3 separate regions of the Mus musculus genome follow, and regions 1 and 2 are each linked to region 3. A link is a contact called in public promoter capture Hi-C data. All regions are on one chromosome and are shown on one strand. Each heading gives the region's core, a stretch centred on a gene start, on an enhancer-like site or on the middle of the called end of the contact. The rest is flanking DNA. Distances are from core to core; before and after follow the strand shown.

What was found. Promoter capture Hi-C pulls out the DNA fragments that hold promoters and counts their contacts. Capture Hi-C pulls out chosen DNA fragments and counts their contacts.
Region 1: a contact with region 3 is called in a promoter capture Hi-C map of liver, with 2.7 times the contacts expected there. The contact joins the promoter of Ncbp1 here to the promoter of Gne in region 3. A contact is called at or near these places in 3 of 39 promoter capture datasets (the C10 cell line, liver and pre-B cells) and 1 of 115 datasets of contacts at active chromatin or transcription factors (large pre-B cells).
Region 2: a promoter capture Hi-C map of pancreatic islet shows a contact between it and region 3. The contact joins the promoter of Nudt2 here to the promoter of Gne in region 3. A contact is called at or near these places in 1 of 39 promoter capture datasets (liver) and 1 of 9 other capture datasets (pancreatic islet).

The regions. Positions count from the first base shown.
Region 1 is chr4:46,136,074-46,139,980 of GRCm38.p6, forward strand. Ncbp1 (nuclear cap binding protein subunit 1) reads left to right here and starts at 2,438. Exons shown (of 23, transcript NM_001033201.3): 1 at 2,438-2,813. The coding sequence starts at 2,780. Tstd2 (thiosulfate sulfurtransferase (rhodanese)-like domain containing 2) reads right to left here and starts at 2,402. Exons shown (of 10, transcript NM_173033.3): 1 at 2,307-2,402.
Region 2 is chr4:41,462,603-41,466,990 of GRCm38.p6, forward strand. Nudt2 (nudix (nucleoside diphosphate linked moiety X)-type motif 2) reads left to right here and starts at 2,546. Exons shown (of 3, transcript NM_025539.2): 1 at 2,546-2,578. It overlaps Kif24 (kinesin family member 24), which reads right to left and starts at 2,246. Exons shown (of 13, transcript NM_024241.2): 1 at 2,108-2,246.
Region 3 is chr4:44,070,273-44,074,476 of GRCm38.p6, forward strand. It overlaps Gne (glucosamine (UDP-N-acetyl)-2-epimerase/N-acetylmannosamine kinase), which reads right to left and starts at 2,445. Exons shown (of 12, transcript NM_001190414.2): 1 at 2,090-2,445.

The sequences.
Region 1 (3,907 bases), core at 1,188-3,687, 2.1 Mb after region 3:
CTTCCCAAATCAACCAACTCCAGTGTTTCTGTAGCTTTGTTTCTTTTGTTCTCAAATCTCAGAGCCAAAATTTCCAAATTGCTACTGTGGCCAAATCTTACCAAAATGGATACACTATAACCAATGCAGTCTTCTTTGTTACATTTGATTTACTTCTGTGGCTACTTGTGCCGAGATGCCTGCCAGTTCCATATCTGCACAGGCTCCAGGGATCAAACACACGTTGTATTGTCAGGCTTGAGTGGCAGGGGTTTGCCCACAGAGCCATCTTGCCAACCCCTATTTTTTTTTTCCAACAAAATTAAGAAAATTTTATTCTTGAATCTTTTTTACAGTCTAGTCTTTATCCACCTTCCAGTCTGCCCTCTGTTCCTCATCCCACACCTTCTCTGTCCCCTGCCCAAGAGAATGCCCCCACTCCCTGGGGCCTCAAGTTTCTTGAGGGTTAGGTGCATCTTCCCTCACTAAGGCCAGACCACACAGTCCTCTGCTATATATGTGTCTGGGGCCTCCTATCAGCTGGTGTATGCTGCCTGGGCCAACCCCTAGTTTTTAAATTAATTTTTCTGAGTCTGGGTCTTGCTATATAGTAGGGGCTGGCCTTGAGGTTCTAGTAATCCTAAATTTAAGATTCCCCTTGCCTCTACTTCTAGAATTCGGGGCCACTATACCAGGCCCAATGCTTTGCCATCCTTTGAAAGTCAGCAATCCACTTTGAACTACACTCACTTCTTATCTGATTTAGTAATGGTTAAGGTTTGGTTTCTAACCTTGGACCAAGGTGCATATTTTACATATCAAAGCAGACATGGTCTTCAGGTTCTCCCAGTATCCCATAGTCCCTATCTGGTATACCCTGTCCCAACCCTGAACCTTCCCCCAGAGGCTCCTCTCTATACAATCCAGACCTTTTGGCCTCCTTGTTGGGCCTCCTTCCCTTCTTTCTTTGCTCCTGTGTTCTTCCCTCCTCCACCCCCATCCCCATAGTGACTTCCCTGGTCTCAATCCTGGTAGCGGTCAGTGAACTCACCTGAGAGCAGATTCCCAATAAACCCATTTTTAATATATTCTCATCTGGCTCGAATTGGCTCATTTCAGGCAACTGGAGCCAGATGAGAATATATTAAAATCCTTTCTTGGAGGACTCTTCCAAAGTCTTACTCTGGATAATCTGTCCTCAATAGCAAAGGATGAGTGATAATTTGTACCACTCGCCCTTTGCTATTAAGTCCGTCAGACTACAGTACCTGTGATCATTCCTGAGAGGGTCACTTAGGGCTTCAGTATCCTGAACACCGTCTCGTTGTCCCATGTACAGACGGTGACAAATGTTAATTAATACAATATAGTACTTGCTGAATGAAATAAAGCAAGAGTTGAGGAGTCAGAGAAATAACTCTGTAGGTCCCTGACAGTTAGTCATGTAAATTTCAGAGCAGAGACCAACAGATAAAGAAAATAAGTCTTGATTCCTAAAATGTGAACAAGCTGGACTTTAGCAGAAGAACATGGTGGTTTACACACAATGACGGGAACAGAACCCAAGAAGCCATAGTTTGGAATTCGCAGTGGAAATTCCTGGAAAGATGGATTGCTTGCATGTACGAATAAATAAATGAAAAGAATAGAAAAACGATAATCTTTAAAATAAACAAAGAGAAGTAGAGCCGGAAAGATGGCAAGATGGCTCACTGGTTAAGAGTGCTTACTGCTCTAGCAGAAGACCCGGGATTCAGCACCCCCACCCCGCTCCCGCGCACTCTCCTCCTTGCTCACAGAGAGTCTGAAACTCCAGTTCCAGGATGATGTACAGACTTACAAATACATAAAATATTGCTTTAAGTCTGTGAAGAGTTTTAAGCATAGTAAATAAGTTTGACTAGACTTGCTCTCAGAGTATAGCAGGCAGTGTTAGTGGATAAACTGTAACACAGGAAGTGAAGGAGCTAATGACTCCTCCCTAAATTCTTGGATTTAAGCAAACTACCGAAACGGCCATTTACTGTAACAGGTAAGACTGAAGGAAAAGTTTGGGCTAGACCATGGACAAGACAGTTTGGTGTCCATCACAGGGCAGAGGACGTCCACATACTGTACACGTGCAGAGGAATAGAACAATTGGAACCACACCGATCAGTAGCTGGGGCGTCCGTCAGCTGGGAGAAGTAGGCAGTAGGACTACAGTGAGCAGATTCAGCCGGACGGGCCTGGATTCCCTACCGCTGAAAGTGGCTTGCCCTCCTCCCCGCTCAGGTCTCCCGAGGCGTCTACAGCGGGATGGCGAGAGAGAAAGAGAGAACACCTACCCGCAAACCCTAGGCCTTTCCTGGGTCTCCCTTCACCAACTTGGCGCTGCTCCCCGCCCTCGAGCCCACGCCCCCCGGCGCGCGCGTGCGCAGAGAGTCCCTGAGCCGTCACCTTTCTCCGGAAGTCTCCTAAGTCGTCGGCGCAGGGGCCGCCGGGAAAATCCCGCCGGGCCTGTATAAAGCCGAGGCGGGATCGCTGCGGCCCGGATAATTTAGCTCGCTGTCCAGAAGGGCCCGGGGTGGAAAGCCGGAGGAGGCGGCCGCAATTGGACTTGCAGACGCCGGCCTTCCACTGCGGAGCCCATCCGGTGCCCCTCTGCACGCGCTTCCGGCAGGCGTCGTAAGCGAGTGCGCCTGCGCGCCGCTCAGTCCGCGCGCCTCGCCGCTGACCGCGCACCGGCCGGCCGGCAGCCCGACGGTTCTGGGGTTGCAGGCGGCTAGCAACTCAGATCGGCTGCGCACCAGCAAGCAGCATGTCGCGGAGGCGGCACAGCTACGAGAACGATGGTAAGTGCTCTCGGCCTGGCCACTGCGTCCGGGTGAGAACCGAGGCCGGGCTCGCCTTCAGTCTCCCGGGAACGGATAGGAATCCTTTCTCCCCGGGAGGGCTCGGGGAGCCCCAAAGGGAGGCTGCTGGCTCGGTTGTGGATAGTGGCTTCGGGAAAGCGACGGCCTCCCTGCTACCCCATCTCCTTCAGTCATGGGAAAGGAAGGCCTGGTGAATCCCGTGAGCAAATCCGACCTGGGGTCCCGCGACACTGAGGACTTAATCCCTCACTACTGATCATGGAAACCGCACGTGTGTCTGTCTGCTGCTGCCTCTTAGGATCACTTAGTGGAGGAGATATATCTAGTGGACCAGTGTTTTCCTTTTAGCCCTCCAGGGTGTACTTGGAAAGGACCCTGGGAAGACAGGAAAAGAACAAAGCTATGACAGAGGTCGGATGTATTGCAATCTGAGCCCTTCTCCTCCACCTGCCACCCGCTGATTCCCCTCTTTTAGGCTTCAAAAAAAGAATACCAACACCCCAGAGGTCACTAATAAACAGGCACGGGGTGTTTTGTTGGATTGGCTTTAAGCATATTTCCCTTATAAGAAAGTGCAGGAAAACCCGAGCAGATTATTAATTCTCATGTCAGTTTTGATGGTCGCCGGCAAGGACGTCGTTGTGTTGCCATAAATTTTGTTTTGTTGCACCATTATTGCCTTTCAAGAACACACTTGGAGCTGTTAGTGTTAGGTCCAAAGGGTTAAGGCAAGAAAAAACTTTAGAACCGAAGGGTTTAGGTTCGAAGCTCGACATCTCGATTATTTACTATGTGATCTTGTCAGGGTCATATGACTTCTTAAACCTAAGCGTGGACTGTGGATAATACTAAGCCATTTGGTTTCTACGGGGGGCTAAATGAGATATTGTGCTCACCAGTAGTTCATGATGATGTTTATTTTGTCAACTGCTAATGTCTCAGAGGTGATACACACAGATAAATGCTGACATCGTTGAGAAAAAAAGCCCTCCCTCCCCCAAGTTTAATTGGGTTAGCTTCCTCCCTTGGAATGTTAAGACAACCAAGCGAATCCCATATAGTGGAGCCCCAGG
Region 2 (4,388 bases), core at 1,296-3,795, 2.6 Mb before region 3:
AAGGCTTAGACATTTTTTTCAAAGTGAGTATGTTGGTTTATATTTATAATTGCAGCACTCAAGAAGCTGAAACAGGATATTGCATGTTCCAGGACAGTCTGGACTACAGTCTAAAATGCTAGCCCCAAAAAAAGTTTTTAAAAAAATGGGAGCTGGAGAGATGGCTTAGCACTTAAGAGCGTTAGCTGTTCTTTCAAAGGACCAGGGTTCTACTCCCAGCACCCACATGGAGTCTCACAACTGTCTATAACTACAGCTGTAGAGAATCCAACACCCTCTTTTGGTTTCCTTCATACTGCACACATACAAGGTACACAAACATACAGGCAAAACATTCATACACATTGTCTTAGTCAGGGTTTCTATTCCTGCACAAAACATCATGACCAAGAAGCAAGTTGGGGAGGGAAGGGTTTATTCAGCTTGCTTACACTTTCCACACTGCTGTACATCACCAAGGGAAGTCAGGACCAGAACTCAAGCAGGTCAGGAAGCAGGAGCTGATGCAGAGGCCATGGAGGGATGTTCTTTACTGGCTTGCTTCCCCTGGCTTGCTCAGCTTGCTCTCTTATAGAACCAAGACTGCCAGCCCAGAGATGGCACCACCCACAAGGGGCCCTCCCCCCTTGATAACCAATTCAGGAAATGCCGTACAGCTGGATCTCATGGAGGCATTTCCTCAACTGAAGCTCCTTTCTCAGTGATAACTCGCGCCTGTGTCAAGTTGACACACAAAACTAGCCAGTACACAAATAAAATTAAACAAACAAACCAACCAACCAACCAACCAACCACCTGAAATAAAGGTCAAGGAAATGGCTTGGTAGGTAAATGCACATAACCTATAATAAGCCTAATGGTTCAAATTCAATGCCTAGAACCCACATAAAAGGTCACATGTGGTACTGCACATGTGTAACCCTAGCACTCCTAGGGAGAAGTAAGTGTGTGTGTGTGTGTGTAAGATAGAAATATCCTGGAGTATGCACTGCAGCAGCAGAAACAAGCTGCTTAAAAAACATGGAAAATGAGAACCAGTTCCTCAAAGTTGTCCTCTGACCTTCACTTGAGTGCTCACACACACACATACATACACACACACACATATACATATACACACACACATACACACACACTGTTAAGTGAAAAAAACTCAAAGTCAAATAATTGATTTCAGTTTCCAAAGCACAGATAAAATGTTACGATAGTTGGTGGTCAGTAAACAACAAGAGGAAATCCTCGGGCATATAAGGACAGAATGGCCTGTTATAAGCAAATACATTTAGGGGTTTGAGAAGAGGTACTTGTAGGCCAGACTACAATGTGGAGAGAGCACGTCTCTCTGATTGAGAACTTTGTCTCAAAACCAACCAACAAACAAAAGCCACACAAACAAAAACTTAAAAAAAGAAAAGCAGTAAATAATGAAGTAATGTATGTATGCTAGCGGTCAGCTTGCTTTCTCCACTCTATTACTGCTCAGAATTCCCTGCCTTGGGAATGTTGCCACCCACACTGAGCAGGTCTTCCTGCCCCCAACGTGGGAACGCCAACGCTGAATTTTCTGTCTCTTGTATATGAGATTAGGGTGTCCTCTCTCTTCCACCTGCCCCCAAATCGACTTTGAATGGGACAAGGCAGAAAGATAACTGAATCTATTTGTAGTGAGTGAAAGCCAACTGAACAAATATTTCCTTAAAAAAACAAAACAAACAAACAAAAAACTAATATGCGTAAGACGCTGTGGAAAGGCTTGTCTTATCTCAGAGGTCAAAATTATATGAGAAAAAAGGAGAATGAGGTTTGCGGAAGTTCACAAAACAACCGAAAGTCCAATCGAAGCGCTCTGAAGAGCGTGTCTCAAAGGCAAGAGGCCTTTGGGGTACTCAGAAAAGCCTCAAAGCTGGTGGTGGTCGAGGTAATTGCTGAAGAGGCGGTAGACAGGGAGATGAAACGTGAGAGAGCGCGAGAACCCTCGAAGAACCCGAGAAGCCAAGTTCTAGTTACCCCGCAAATACCGGTCTCGGCTCGCGCCGCTCGCAGACAGGAGCACCCGCTCCCGCGCAGGCGCAGAGCCTGGGCTCAAGCTAAAGCCACCGTTTCTCACCTCAGGGCAATCCCGGCTCCTCCTCAGTCAGTTTTCAGGGAGGACCGAAGAAATAGTGCGGTGAGGAGAAAGCCCTAAGGCCGGGCTAGCAGAGCGTCCGGTCAACCCGCCTTAGGTGTCCGCCAGGCCACATCCCCATGGCAACGCCACAAGCGCCAGTTCGAACGCGCGCGCCGACGCCCGCCCGCCCGCGGTCCCGCAGCACCGACCAATGGTCATTCACAGAGCCTGTCACCTCTCCTCTAAAAGGCCAATCAGAAATCAGAAGGGGAAGGGGGCGGTTCATTCTCCACCAATGGTTCAGCTTGAGGCAGATCTCGCGACGGTCCCAGCCAAAAAACCACGCCTCAGGGGCGGGTGGAAGCGCCTGATGCCCAATTCTGTGGCTCGTCTGAAGTGCAGCCGGGCTCTTCTGATTGGCTGGCGCGCTACGTCTCCGTTCGAGGACCGCCTCCTGCCTCTGGGCTACGGGTGAGTGCTGTGGGGCTGGGGGGCGTGGGGAGTGTCGCGGGCTCCTGACCTGTTGCTGCGGGGACGGAGCTGGCAGTGAGGCGCGTGTAGGCCAGGCCCCATCCACTCGCGGGACCTCGGTTTATCTCTGTGCACCAGAGAGGACTAGGTTCAGTGGTGAGGGCGTGGGTCGGAAGAATCCCAGAGGCAGAGAGATTCACCTTTGGGACTTAGCGGGCCAATCATATCTTCTCCCTAGGCTTGCTTTGTAGTTATCGATTAAACCCTGCCTGCATTCCAAAAGATCTTACGTTTGGTAAAAATTATTACTTGTGTGTGTGTGTGTGTGTGTCTGTGTCTGTCTATGCGCGCCACGTGCGTGCAGATGCTCTCAGAATCCAGAAGGCGTCGGATCCCAGGAGCTGGAGTTAAACGTTGTGTGGGCCACCTGGTATAGGTTCCGGGGAACCGAACCCCAATCTTTTGGAAGAGTGACAGGTGCTCTTTAGCCCCCAGAGATAGAAAGTCACAAGATTCCCGTCTTAAGAAAAAAAGGCGAAACAGCTTAAATCGAGAAGAGTCAAGTTGCCAATGCAGAAATGTTCTAATGTCCAGTGGCAATTAAGCTTAATGATGTTAGAAATTGGACGTGTCTGCATTTGATTAACTACTCAAAAATATTTCTGAACCATAGTTTTATTTTTTTTTTCCTTTTGTGAAAAATAATAGTAATGCTTCAACGGGTTGCAAAGACTATTGGGAAAAAATGCTTGGCCAGGCCTAGCCTCTCAGGTCAAAAAGGAACCACCAGCATAGTAGGAACAAATCCAGTAGCCAGCATGTGTGCAGCTTCATATGTACTTTAATGGAGTGCTCGTTTTTAGCTCAAAAATGAGCGATTCGGGGGCCTGGAGAGATGGTTCAGTGGTTAAGAGCCCTTAACCTCTCTTCCAGAGAAATTTGAGTTCATTTCCCAGCATCCATGCCAAGTGGCTCACAGTAGCCTCCCAACTCCTGCTCCAGGGCATCCATGGCCCTCTTCTGGACTCTTCAGGCACCCACATACCACACACAACTGGCAGACACACAAGACATAAACAAAAGTAAATCACTAATCAGTTAAAGAATAAATGTAATTCTTACTAATAAGGAAATACAGTATTCAAAAGAGAAAATTGACAATATATTAAAGGGAATTAATCTTGTTGATCTTTAAAAATTACTAATACTTAGTGTGAACACTGTTTATCAGCTGTTTCCTGAAAAATATAAAAATGATAGTGCATGTCTTTATTCCTAACAGAGGCTGGAGGATCTCTGAGTTCCAGGAGAGACAGGACTATGACACAGAGGTGGGGAAATTCTTGATTCAACTATTAGAAAGAGTTGACTGCCAGTATAATACAGAGAAGCATTCAGGTGGCCTATTATAATACAAGATAAGAGTGACTGGCATGTATTCATGTCTGTCTACACATACTTTAAACTCTCAACAATGAGAAATACACGTTAGAGTCACTTTACAAATGAGGACCTGTCTTTCAGGTAACAACCTGACCTGAGTGGCTAAGTTTCTTTCACAGCAGTGTCAGGTATACTTTTCTATCTTGTACTGTTTTGAACTGAAAGAGGGTGAAAATATTTGGAATACCAGATAGGAAAGGGGGTGATTAGACAGGTAAATGCACCCAAATTCAGGGAAAGTGGCTCGTCTTAGTCAGGGTTACAACATCTGTGAGGAAACTGACCCAGAGCAACTTGAGGAAGAAAGGGTTTGTTTGGCTTACTCATCCTTATCACTGTTCGTTGTCAGAAGGAATCTGGAGACAGG
Region 3 (4,204 bases), core at 1,195-3,694:
ACTCTTGACTTAGGAACTGACACTGGGGAAGAGGGCCTAAGACACACAGACCCCAACCATTGTGCTTTCACAAACAGGAGCAACAAAAATCAGAAACTTGACCAAATTGTTATCTGTTCTGCGTGAAATAGTCCTAAAGGGACTTTTGTTTTGTTTTGTATTTTTTGAGACAGGGTCTCTCTACATAGTCTTAGCTGTCCTGGGATTTTTTTTTTTCCCACAGACCATGCTGGCCTCAAACTCACTGTGATCTGCCTGCCTCTGCTTCCTGAGTGCAGGGATTAAAGACTTGAACAACTAAAGACACATTTTATGGTGCAGATAGTGAGCAGCATCTTCACGGTCACTATCAGATGCGGAATGTGACAAAGTGGACTTAAACCATTTGAAGGAAATTTAGGTTTCATAAAGCACAAGGCAAAGCAAGATAAAACTTGCTTCTTTACCTAGTGGAATGTTAACCAAAAATGAAAATTGATCAACTGTATCTATATTTGCCAGTGGATACTGTGTATCCCCATACAAAAGTCTGAGGTCCCAAACATTGCAAAATGCAAACGAATAACACGGGAGCCAGTGAAATGGCTGGCTGCATGGGTAAAAGCGGAGGCCAGAGGGCAAGTTCCAGCATCAGGCCACTGGAGAGTCAGGAATGGGGTTCAGACAGACAAGGAGCACAGGGGCACGCTTCTGTAAGATCTGGTATGAGTGACAGGAACACAACAGCAAACACCCAAACAAACAAAAACAAGCAGAAAGGAAAGGCCACCCTTGGGCCGGAGGACCAGACAATTAGGGAAATGGGGTCTTATAAAATGCCCAACCCAGAGTCCACCTGCCAGAACTTCCAAGTCCGGGGGCCCATCCCATCCCACCAGGAGCTGTCAGCTTGCTTCAATAGAGCTTTTTACTTCACTTTCTCTGCCTTTGAGTCATCTATCAATTCTATGCCTGTCTCACACACAGAACAACCTCACCAGCTCTCCCCTACGTTTCTTTCACCTTGTTGGAGACAGGCTCTCTAAAAACAAAAACAAAAACAAACAAAACAAAACAAAAACAAAAAACAAAAAAACCCAAGGCTTCCGGATTGCTGTTATTACAGCTGCTCGAATTATAGGACCGGTTTTACTGGGTTTGGAGCACCCAAACTCAAGTCAAGTTTGAAGCGTTACACCAGCAGCAGCAGCAGCAGCAGCAGCAGCAATCTCCCTGGCTCCGAGAAATGGCAATGCTCACAAACTACATTCAACTCAATTGTGCTTTTATAAATGCTGCAAAAGGATAAGTGAATGTCCCAACCACGAGAAAGTATAAGCACACTTGTGCAAGCAGTCACCAGCAGAGAAACAACAGTAAAGTAAACGTTTGCTAAGTGCTTCCTCCAGCAGTGGGCTAACACGGCGTTAGACACGTTATTCCATCCTCATTTTCTCTACTATACAGACAGGGACACTGAGGTGTAGAAAAAAAAATCCACTTGATCTAAATCACAGTTAGTTAATGACTGATAGAACTTCAATTCAAAGCCAAGTCTAGATGACCTTCCTACACGCAGGTCACTGCCGCACACACCCTCTACCTTGTGTGTATATTCCACAAACATCCACGGGTGCAAACCTTTCCGGAGAACTTGAGACACTCCTTTCTTTCACTCAGAGCGGATGGAACTCACCGCAATAAAAAGGGAAGGGCTGTACAGAGTTCTCAGAACCCTGCTGCCCAGCTATAATAATTCAGTTTGATGTTCCTTCCAGAGCCCCTACAGTCGGGCTAAACCATTATCTTTACTGTGAAACCATTCCCCGCCGCCACACCCCTCCTATCGAGGTGCAAAGCCGATCTATTCTTTCCTCTAACAATTTTACAAGCCTGTTCAAGGACGGATATAAACGTCTATCAAATTTCCAAGGACACCGAGTGTCCAGACAGTCAGAGTTGGGCAAGCCTCCAAGAAGTCCCTCGGTGCAAACCCTCTCCCCACCTAGGCAGTGCTGGGCCCCCGCAGCTATCTCACGTCTCTGCCCAGGGACCCAGGGCCGTGCCGCCTGCTGCGTGCACGGATGGGCTGGACCCTGGCCAGGCCTACCTCTGCAAGCCCCGGTCCCCATTCACCCGCACGCTGAGTCTGACAGCTCCGGGATCCCACGCCGGAGCAACGCACCGGGCGGGAGAGGCGCCCTGCTGCGTAGAACCCGGACGCCCAGCGCGAGGCCCACAGCTGCAGCAGAGGTGCCGGAGCCTGGCACGATGCTCGTGAGTCACCGACTGACTCGTGGCCTCCGCCGGGTTAGTTCCCTCCGGCGCCACCTCGGCACTTGGCAGGCTCGCGTCCAGCGGGTCCACAGGGCAGGCCCCGGCAAGCGCACCCGGTGGCTTCCGCTACCCGGCGCCGCTCGACGACTCGGCGCTCGACCCAGCCCCAGCCATTGCTCCTGCATTCGCAACGCACACCCCGGCTCCCGCGGAGCGCCGAACGGTCGATCGCTCCGGCTCCGCCTGCACCGGGTCCCAGCCCCTCCTTGGCGTATTTCTGTTGGTCAGTCGTGTGGCGCACCTTCCGCTGTCGTGTCGCCTCTGGTAGTGGCATCCACTCGGTTTGCTGACCCTTATTCTCGCCTGAGGGTGTTCTCTCCTCTGGCAGAGCCCACAGTTAAGCCCGAGTTCTCCCACGAGATGGTTGTTTTAGCTTTGCACCCAAGCTGAGTGCCATCTCGTGGACCAAACTCCAAGGCAACTCAGTGTCGGTAGTCCTAGAGTGCACCCTGGAATTTAAGCTTTGCCACCCCTGCCACGAGGCTCTGGCTGAGTGCAGCGTGACAATACACATGCTAGTCAGCTCTGAGTTATCTGTCACTCCAGGGATCTAGGCAATTCTATTACCAAATTTGGGCCTCACAGTTTTTCCCCTTGAAGCCAAATTCTGTCACCTGTTCTCCATAAGTTAATGAGAACAGAGTTACTAGTAAAAAAAAAAAAAAAAAGCAAAAAAACGGAGGTTAATTCAATGTGGCCATGTTGGGAAGAGGGACAAAGATATCCAAAGACATATCCCCTGGATCCATTTTGGGACCTCAGATTTTAGGTTAAAATATATAGAGTTCGAGATGTGCACATCTAAGAGGTCCAGGGCAAGCTGTAGCCCACCTGTCACTGTCTGGACTCTAACTTCCCCAGCAAAGTGGCAGTCACAAATTGTCAGTCCCGTGTGAAGTCTCTTTTCAGCACCAGCATTCGGTCTTTTCCTTCTCTGAGTATGAGATTCTTGGGGAAAATTTCAGGGTTTTTTGAGGCCATAGTTTCAATAGTCTGATAGATTGAGGTACACAGACATCTCAAGAATATCTGCTAGACTAATTGCAGATCCAAGACCCAGGAAGGTGGGGAGCGGCCTGTGCTGCTAGCTCCTGATGAAGGTTGGTTTTGTTTTGTTTTTAAGATTTTATTTTAGCTTATTTTTATCATGTATATGGGGTAGGGGGGTGGGGCAGAGGATGTGTACACATTAGAGTGCACATGTCAAAGTCCAGAAGAGGGTAACAGATACCCTGGAGCTGAAGTTAGAGATCGTGGTGAACCTCCTGACATGGGTGACATTTCCCACAGCTAGGTGCAAGAGAATGAGAAGCTAGACAGTATTCTGAACAGCACAGCTGCACCTGTGTCTCAAACAACAACAAAAAGTCACAAGTGAAACTTTCAGATCTACTTTTTTAGGTTGTTTTTTTTTTTTTTTTTTTGAGACAGGATCTTACACTGTACCTAGCTGAAACTGGCACGGGATTGACTGTGTAGCCCAGACTGGTCTCAAGCCACGTCAGTCCTCCTGCCTCAGCTTCCATTGGGGGTTCTTGCTATAAGCTAAATGTGGACCCCATCAGACTTTTACAGCTTGTGGTCTATCTCAGTCAAGGATGAAGCTCTGGTTTGCATGGTATTAGTGTAGCCATGTTGGATCCTGCAAGGGTCATCCCATCATGAAAGGACAGACAATGAGTGGTTTTGTACACTGAGGTGACATTGTCTACCTTTCTGTCTGAGATCAGCAACCATCGATTTGTAAGTTGACCAGGTCACCATTCATGAATGCTCTGATAACACGTCAATTTCCAACACATTTCACATCATACTTTTTTTTTCTAAATACCATCTGAGCTGTTGGGTAGAGAATGGATTTGAATGGATTTGTTGAGAGTCAAGAGTT